Regions from separate parts of the Mus musculus genome. Here regions 1 and 3 are each linked to region 2. The links are chromatin contacts, called in public promoter capture Hi-C maps. All regions are on one chromosome and are shown on one strand. Each heading gives the region's core, a stretch centred on a gene start, on an enhancer-like site or on the middle of the called end of the contact. The rest is flanking DNA. Distances are from core to core; before and after follow the strand shown.

The links. Promoter capture Hi-C pulls out the DNA fragments that hold promoters and counts their contacts. Capture Hi-C pulls out chosen DNA fragments and counts their contacts.
Region 1: a promoter capture Hi-C map of liver shows a contact between it and region 2. The contact joins the promoter of Bcl9 here to the promoter of Pdzk1 in region 2. A contact is called at or near these places in 2 of 39 promoter capture datasets (the C10 cell line and liver) and 2 of 115 datasets of contacts at active chromatin or transcription factors (bone marrow-derived macrophages and memory CD8 T cells).
Region 3: a contact with region 2 is called in a promoter capture Hi-C map of liver. The contact joins the promoter of Acp6 here to the promoter of Pdzk1 in region 2. A contact is called at or near these places in 2 of 39 promoter capture datasets (the C10 cell line and embryonic stem cells), 1 of 115 datasets of contacts at active chromatin or transcription factors (embryonic stem cells) and 2 of 9 other capture datasets (adipose tissue and liver).

The regions. Positions count from the first base shown.
Region 1 is chr3:97,226,050-97,228,863 of GRCm38.p6, forward strand. It overlaps Bcl9 (B cell CLL/lymphoma 9), which reads right to left and starts at 1,315. Exons shown (of 10, transcript NM_029933.4): 1 at 1,169-1,315.
Region 2 is chr3:96,828,716-96,831,415 of GRCm38.p6, forward strand. Pdzk1 (PDZ domain containing 1) reads left to right here and starts at 1,350. Exons shown (of 9, transcript NM_021517.3): 1 at 1,350-1,441. It overlaps 4930442L01Rik (RIKEN cDNA 4930442L01 gene), which reads right to left. Exons shown (of 2, transcript NR_015596.1): 2 at 1,111-2,700. It also overlaps a transcript of Cd160 not described here.
Region 3 is chr3:97,157,411-97,160,110 of GRCm38.p6, forward strand. Acp6 (acid phosphatase 6, lysophosphatidic) reads left to right here and starts at 1,367. Exons shown (of 10, transcript NM_019800.4): 1 at 1,367-1,955. The coding sequence starts at 1,758. n-TEctc12 (a tRNA gene) reads left to right here and starts at 675; the gene lies at 675-746.

The DNA of each region.
Region 1 (2,814 bases), core at 65-2,564, 400 kb after region 2:
AAAAACTTTCAAACCAACCAGACTTAAAAGCCTCCAAGTCACAGGTTCTAAACAAGTCTTACCTCCCAACATCTTGACTATTTCACTACCTACTCCTCACCTCCTGTAACTAATTCATCACTGTGTTCCCTACACAAGAGCCCAGGTCTCTGTCGCCAAAATAACCATTTAATTCCACAGTTTATCAAACGCTAACAAATGCACCATCAAATTGACTTTTTACATGGCCGCTGACGTCACTGTCAGGGGGTGACTTGTTCTTGCTTTAACTAAAGTGTAACTCTGTATCCACTGCATCCTGCCTTGGATTATGTCCACAGAGGCATATTTGCATCCATTTCACTACCCTACCTAATGACTTTGACTCCAATCTTGGCCTCAGAATAACTCTTTTAACATTTAAAAAAACGCCCTTCCTTACCTCCAGCAGACTAAGGCTCTTGGGGGACAGATTTCAAGCTTTCTTTCTCATCCTTGGCAGCTTTAACATAACGTTCCCAGCAGTACTACTACAGGCCGTGGTCCTTCCCTCTGGACTAACCACCAACTCTGCGACTTGTTTTCCTTAGGATAACTCCATTTCACCAAGCTCACCCAACACTTACCAGTGACATCTTAATAGTCTTTGCAACTTTCAAAGGCCAGCCAGCCTCTAGGGTTCCAATTTGAAAACCACTGGTGTGTTCTACGACCCTCACAATGACTCAGTGACCTAACTCATTCGTCGCCAACTCACCTGCTGGAACCCTTTACAACTCAAGACATTCCTCTAGGCTTTCACCTCCCCCAACCCTTCAACAAGTCACTGGCCTGCGGAGTCCCCTTTCTCCCCTCTACGCATCTCCCGGGTCTTACAAACTCAACCCGAAATTCCTAATTTCGCGCGCTCTTTCCTCTCCATCGCCCCTCCATCCCAAGACCCCGAGACGGTCATCTCCCCTCAGGTAACCTCTCCAAGCACAGCTTTGGGACACAACCTCTAAAACCCCGAGAGATGCCCCGGTCTCTCCCATAGCTCCCGAGGCTCCCCCGCCTCCCCCAACAGGTTCCTCCAGACTCAACTCGCCAAGCCAGCGCCCCGACCCCCGGAGGCCCCCCGGCCACACGCGCACGCGGACCCGGCCCCCGCCGCGCCGGCCCGCCCCTCCCCCTCCCCGGGGCCACTTACCCCGGGCCGGAGAGGGGGAGGGGCGAGCGCGGGCGGGAGCTGCGGTCCCCGGCTGCTCTCAGCCCCGGGGGGCCGGGGCCCGGACCAGCGGCAGCAGCAGCGCAGCGTCTCCCCCCGGCGGCGGCAGCGGCGGCGGCGGCGCCGTCCCACTCCCGCAGGCACACATAGGCTCCATTGTCCGCCGGTGCCTCCCCCTTTCCGGCTCCCCCTCCCAGGCCCGCCCCTTCCCCCTCCCCTCGACCCTCCCCCAGCCGCACCGTGCCACGAAAGGTACCGCGGGCCCCGCCTCGGACGCGAGCGGAGGCGCGCCCCTCCCCCGGCCCGCCCGGCGGGGAATGGGGCCCTGGCCCCGCCGCCGCCAGGGCCCGCCCCCTCCGGGGGAATGGCACCCGTCCCCCTCCCCGAAGGCGATCGATGGTACCAGCCCGCCGCGGCCTCCGCCCCCTCCCGCGCCTGGCTCAAGAGAAGCCGCCCGCGCCCCGCCCACCCACGGCCCCGCCCCGACGGCACCGCCTTCTGCTTTGCATGACCCCTCCCATCCAACCCCGCCCCGGCTAGTCACCGGGTCCCCCCGCGGTGACGCCCACTCCCCGGTTTAAAGCCACAGAACCCTCTTTTTCAACTAAAAGATCCTCCTGCAGGACCCACGGGGCGGGTGGTGCGGCGGGGAGGTTCTCTTCCTTCCTCACCCTCCTCCCGGCGCTCATTCACCCAGACTCCCCATGGCCTCCAGCAGTACTGGAGCCACCGAAGGGGATTAGAAAAGGCGCGGGAGGGGGAAGGGCAGAGTGGAATTTAGCCATCTTTGACAGAAACTAACTGGGAGCTGCAGAAGGAACCGATCTTCCTTCACTCGCCCGCCGTTCAGGGTCGGGCCTAGTCTTCAGTCTTCATGCCACCTCCTCGCACCTCTCCACTGCGATTCCGCCTTGCTTCCCCCAGCCCACCCATCCGCCCCTAGGTGTCCACTCTACCTTTGCCCGTGAGGGCTTTCTTCCCTCTGGAAAGCTGGTCCCCTCGGCTTGCACTCTTCTCCCTCTTCCCAGAACAGACTCTCTGGGGTCCTGCTGGCGCTGTGGCTAGAGCAAGGTCTCCTTCACCTCGGGCCCTGCCCCGCCCCGCCCTGCCTGGCCAGCACTACCTATGGTTTCCAGAGAGCACCTTCTGCCCCGGCCTCCAGGTCTTCTCCCAACCACAGTATCACTCACTTAATTTTATTTTTTGGAAGAGCTTTGATGTTGAGAATTCGAGGGCGACGCGTTCAGCACTACCCCTGTGAAGTTAGATGTTAGCTCATTAGGTAGCACTTTTTCACATCTTGGTTAATGCGCCTTGCTCAGATTCCTGTTATCCTTATTTTGTGGGGCCGTGTTACTGCCTTGACCAGCCATCGTTACTGTCTGCCCTCCCCACAAAACCCTACTAATCTTCGAGTTTGTACTTTGCGGAGTTGATCTTAAGGATTCTCCTGCAACTCTGTGCACTGGTCCAAAGCGTTTCTAACAGTTAAGTGGATTCTGTGTACCTGAGAATGTACAGTCTCCCCGAAGATGGAAGCAAGCAACATAGCCAAAAGACCTACATGGGTTTAACCAGGACAGCCACTACTGCCTCCGCTTTTCTCTATATAAAATAGGGAACCTTCC
Region 2 (2,700 bases), core at 100-2,599:
ACTGATCTAAGACAGGGGCGGAGTTGGAGGCTGGCTCTCCCGTCCTCCTGGTCAAGTGATCCTGGGGAGGATTATTAAGCAGAGGATCTAAGCTTTCTTATTTCAAAGATGAAAACCATGTCACACGAAAAGGGCTAAAGAAAGGGATGATCCTATTAGACCTATATAATCAGTAGAGTATACCCTATAGGCTCCACATTAATCAGATCAGACTTAATTATAGGCACGATATTAACTTTTTATATTGTCATATAAAATGTTATAGTGTGTGTGTGTGTGGCACCCTGTGTCCCAGCCATAATGCTGTAAGAAAGATAATCAGCCCAGATCAAACATTGGAAACTGGAAGGGTCAGTTTCAACTCAGGTGTTCTGATCCTAAACCTAGAGCATCCCAGTCTACCCCCATGGCTTTGCAAGTTATATTAGAGGTTCAGAGAATATAGCCTAGAGACAGAAGGCAGCAGGAGATGATGAAGTGGCCCTGATGTCAATTTAAACTTCTTACCCACTGGCTTAGCTCACACCTGGGTTGAGGGCAAAGTCAAGACTCAGGGAAGACAAATGGCCAGCTCTTCATGAGTGGAGAAAAGACGAGGCCATCCAGCCCACAGCCTGGGGCCTGCCTGGTCTCACTGTTCTAAGATGTCTCCTGCTCTGAATTAGGAATGTGGGCTGAGAATCCAGGTGAGGATGGTTTGTGTGGGTGTGGTTGATAGAGATCAGCTGCTGCGGTGGCTGAGGCTAGCGGCCTGTTCAGCAACGCCAGGCCACGGGGGAACAGCTACTGCCCAGCTGCCTTCTTGAGAGACAGAGTGTGTGAAGAGGAAGACAGGTATCAATAGTTAGAGAACAGAGGCAGCCATCGGGAGAGGGGAGGGAGCCAGAAAGAAGCAAGGAGGCCCCTGAGTGAGCTAGGAGAGCTCTCCCCACAGTGGAGGTAGGACCCAGAAACAGGGCCTTTGCCTTCTCTGGGGCTTTGGCCTCTTGGTAGCTTTCCGGGTAGGAGTTGTAGTGTCTTGCTCTCAGGACAGCCTGAGTGTGGAAGATGGCTGGTGATTAGCCCCTACCTTGACCCTGGGCTAGGGACAGTGAGGTTCCTACTGGAATTGGGGATTGGTTGGGTGTGACCCAGTCTTCTGTTTATTAGATAGAACTGGAGAGGCCGAGGCACCCCCTCCCCACCTTTCTCTACTACCCTTCCCATTGTTAGGCTGGGGTGGGGGCGGGGCTTGATTTTACTGAGGCCTCTTGAGCATTTCAAGCTTAGGACCCTGCCAGCTGGCCGGGAGCAGGACAGAGGTCACTTGAACTCAGACCACACGTCCCTGTTAAATACATCAGCTTTTAAATCAATCTTTGTCCAAAGTCCAGTGAGTTCCAAGACTAGTAGTGTTCACAGCGGGGAGAATTTCCAGTGCGGAGCGGATCCTTCGCCACAGGTAAGAAGAGCGGTCTGCGACCTGCTGCCTGGGCTGGGGCCACTTATCCCTTCTCTTTTTGCTGGCAAGTGGCTGTGGGGGGGTTGAGGCCTCTGTGGTGGCAGGAGCACAGGTTAAGTGGGGGTGAGGATGGCCTTCCAGGGGTGTCACAGTTCTTTTTACTGGAGATGTGCAGGCTCTACTTCATGAAGGCATTGGTGGGCTGCTCGCTTCCCAGGGGTGTCGTATATATACGATGGGGTGGAAGAGGTGGGGGTGCTGTATGGAGATGCACAGCCAAGGGACAGAGACCACAGAAGTCCCAGGCCACGGGGAATTTTCTTCTGAGACTTTACTATCCAAGCATTTAGGGTATAAGGGAAGACTCTTCCAAAGGCAGCCAGCCCTTAAAACATACAGCCGAATCTAACTTCTACCGGTGCCTCTTCTGTTTCCCAAGACAGTGTTAGCCACGAGGAAAGCCACGGATTGCTGGGTTGACTGGGTGCAAATTCAAGTCTTCTAGTCTCCCTTTGGGAGAATCTCTCAATCTCTATCTTGTGTGAACCTGAAATGCCTTGAATTCTCCCAGATGCTTCTGTGTGTAGGCAAGCTTGGAAGGAACTCATTTCTCGTCATTGGGGCCTTTCCCTAAGGGTCCATCGGTTCTGGAGACTCCTGGGCTGGGTATGAAGACTCTCAGGTGGCCTTGGTGTAGAAGGCACCATCCTGTATCCGTAAGTCACAGGGCCCTTGCTGCCTCAGGTCACCATTGTCTAGTCACATAGAACCACAAGTTCTTTCATGTACAGACAACTCAGGGACGTTGAAGCTGTGGGTTATGGCCAAGCAAATTGTTCTCATCTTTGACTCTGGTAAGGTCTCTGCATATGGACTTGTTGATACTATCTTGTGTTCCTAGGCAGCTAGGGAGAGGGTACAGGTCTGGGAAACCAATGCCTAAGGAAGGTCTTGGTTCACTTATTAGATCTATGCCTCATCTCAATTTTGTTATACGTTGAAGGAAAGCCAAACACCATTTCCCAAAGGTTGTTCTAGAAATAGAATTATACATGTGAGTGTGTTTGAGGAGACTGAAAGTACAAATCTAAGCTGCTCACTCTTCAAATGATTAAATCCAAATGTGGCCTAGGGTAGCGGGAGGTGGCACCCATACATTTAGGAGACCCTGTGCTAGTCTTTTGGTGTCACTGAGCCTTTATTTTCTCACCAGCAACTAAAAGGAGTTGAGACATGATGTTCACTAAGGGCCTTCCATG
Region 3 (2,700 bases), core at 117-2,616, 330 kb after region 2:
AGGAGGTGGGGTGGGGTGTGCTTCTCTCTCTCTCTCTCTCTCTCTCTCTTTTTCCCCAGACATGGCTTCTCTGTGTAGCCTTGGATATCCTGGAACTCAACTGTAGAGCAGGTTAGCCTTGAACTCACAAAGATATGCCTGCCTCTGCTTCCTGAATGCTGAAATTAAAGGCCTGCACCACCACGCAGGGCCAAGATGTATCTTGAGAGTCACTAAAAGAATGTATCTGGTAACTGCTAAGACATTTTGCTGTGAATCTCTTATGGGAAGCCCAGACCCATCCACAGGTGTCTTGTTCTCTCACTAAGCATCTCTCTGTCATAGCTCTTTTGCCTAAAATCGGTTACAAATGGCTTCTAATAAACTGAGACTATTCTGTGAGAAGCCCATAGCCATGTAAGGTGTGTTATGTTCTTTTTTTTTTTTCTTTTTTTTTTTTTTTTCCTGTTGCTTTTCTTTCCATTCCAAACAGACTTCAAGTCTATTTTTTACTGGTTTGCTTTGAAATTCATTTCGAAGTTGAAGCCCACGATACTGTTCCGCAGTTAAAAGATTAGGAGAATGCCTTCAGATGTTGACAACACTACCGCCATTCCTCCAGGCCTCTCCTGACACTCTTTGGTGGCTCCAATCCAGGTCTACTATCTTCCCTCTCAAGCCTCTGTCTCCTAACTTCCCTGGTGGTCTAGTGGTTAGGATTCGGCGCTCTCACCGCCGCGGCCCGGGTTCGATTCCCGGTCAGGGAAATACTGTTTTTTCTCTCACAATTTTCTAAAAAAAGTACTTAATAATCACTCGAGAAAAAACAAAAAACAAAAACAAAACAAAAAAACCGCTGGCTCTAATGCTTTGCGCATGCCCCGAGAGTGCTCTACCGCTGAACTACATCCCTAGCTCAATTTTCTTAAACAAAATGGGGAAAGGGAATTTCACAAATAGGAAGCACTCAGCTGATAGATGTTTCAGGTCTTGACTTTAGTAATCTTGCTTTGGGGACTTCAGGGAATTCTTCCACATTCAAACTACTCCCCTTGCCCACCAATCCTAACACTGCCTCCCCTTACCCTCATTTCCTCCCTACTCACCCCAGGCAAAGCCTCAAGGGAAAAAAAAAAAAAAACAGACGAAATCCCTTAATTACCCGGGGCTTCTTGGCAGCCTTAAATTGAAGACTGGCGGGACTGGGAGTGGAACGTGGGAGGCGTGGGGGGGGGGGGCGGGACCTTAAGCATGGCGGGGGGCCGACGGAACTGCCCTCCCTGGGGACCTCGGCCGCGCATAGCATTGTGGAAGTTGTAGTTTTTACGGGTCTGAGTTTCCAGATCGGACGAAGTCTCAGGACTCACTTTCCCGTGCTCCTGTGCGCAGACTTAATTGGAGCAGGTCCGTGGGAGGTCAGGAGATTGCGTGGGGAGCTTGGTTATAAAATGTGGACCCGAATCCCGGGTGTCCGAGGAACTTCTGCTTTTGCGGCCTCCCCTTCACACGGTTTGAAGTGCAAGTTTCAGGTCCAAGTAACTGCCCTGACTGAGCCTGCATGCAGTAGGGGCGGCCGGCAGACGCTAGGCTTAAACTACTAGACAATCTTTCTGCTCCCACCCCTTTCTCTCCACCTCCGGCCTGACTGTCGCTGGGTCGCCCCGCTAGAGTCGCTTGTTCTGAGAGCTTGGATGCACTTGCCCTCCAGTTCCCGCGAACTTCTGAGTAGCTGCTGAGCCGCGTTGCCTGCGGAGCCCTCAGCTTCCACAGCCTCCATCATGCGCGTGTGGGTCCCCGTGGGTGTCCTGACCTCGCTGGCTTACTGCTTCCACCAGCGGCGGGTGGCCCTGGCCGAGCAGCGGGCTCCTAATGGCCAGCGTCCGGTGGACCGCAACCTACTGGAGCTGAAAATGGTGCAGGTGGTGTTTCGACACGGGGCACGGAGTCCGCTCAAGCCTCTCCCGCTGGAGGAGCAGGTGAGAGGCGGCCCACAGAGGGGTTCTTGGGGACACACTTTAGCGTCCCCCGTCGGGGCTCGGGCTGGGTCCAGACCAGAGGGAAACAACAGTAGACTGGCCCTCAGGCTGTGGCCTGGAGTCATCATCCCATGCTCATCCCAAACCACCGGTGTGGTGTGTAAGCCTTCCTGGCTAGGGCAGCCCCTGCCCCCCAAACTTTCAGTTGCTTGGTGTAGTGAAACTTTTCAAAGATGCATAAGAATGTCCCAGGCGGGGGTTCTTATTTAAATGCAGATTCTGATTCTGCGGATGTGGAGTTGGGTCACGTTTCGTAGTTCTGTGGTTGAACTTGAGTTCAAGGACCTTGTAAGTGCCTGGTTGTTAATAACAGAGATCATTGTACCAGGAGATACCTTTAGTGCTTCCGCAGTACAGAGCAAGCTGGCACCTTTGGAACCAGATCTTAATACAGATTTTTCTTGTGGGCTTGCCAGAGACCATTTGAGATCTTGTGAAGTCTTATTGCGGACAAGGACTGTATCTTGGGGTTCTTTAAGGTCAGGTTTAGAAATCTGGAAAGGATTTGTGGTAAGAAGGAGGGAAAGTTAATTAACTAATTTTGTGGCTATAAGTCAGGATAATTATGATTAAAGCACAAATAATTAGCTTTTTGTTTAAAAAATAACCCCTAACAGTATACAAGAAAAGGGCACCAGAAGTCCCTAACACCCCGGGTTGAATTTACCCATGGAGTCTGTATTTG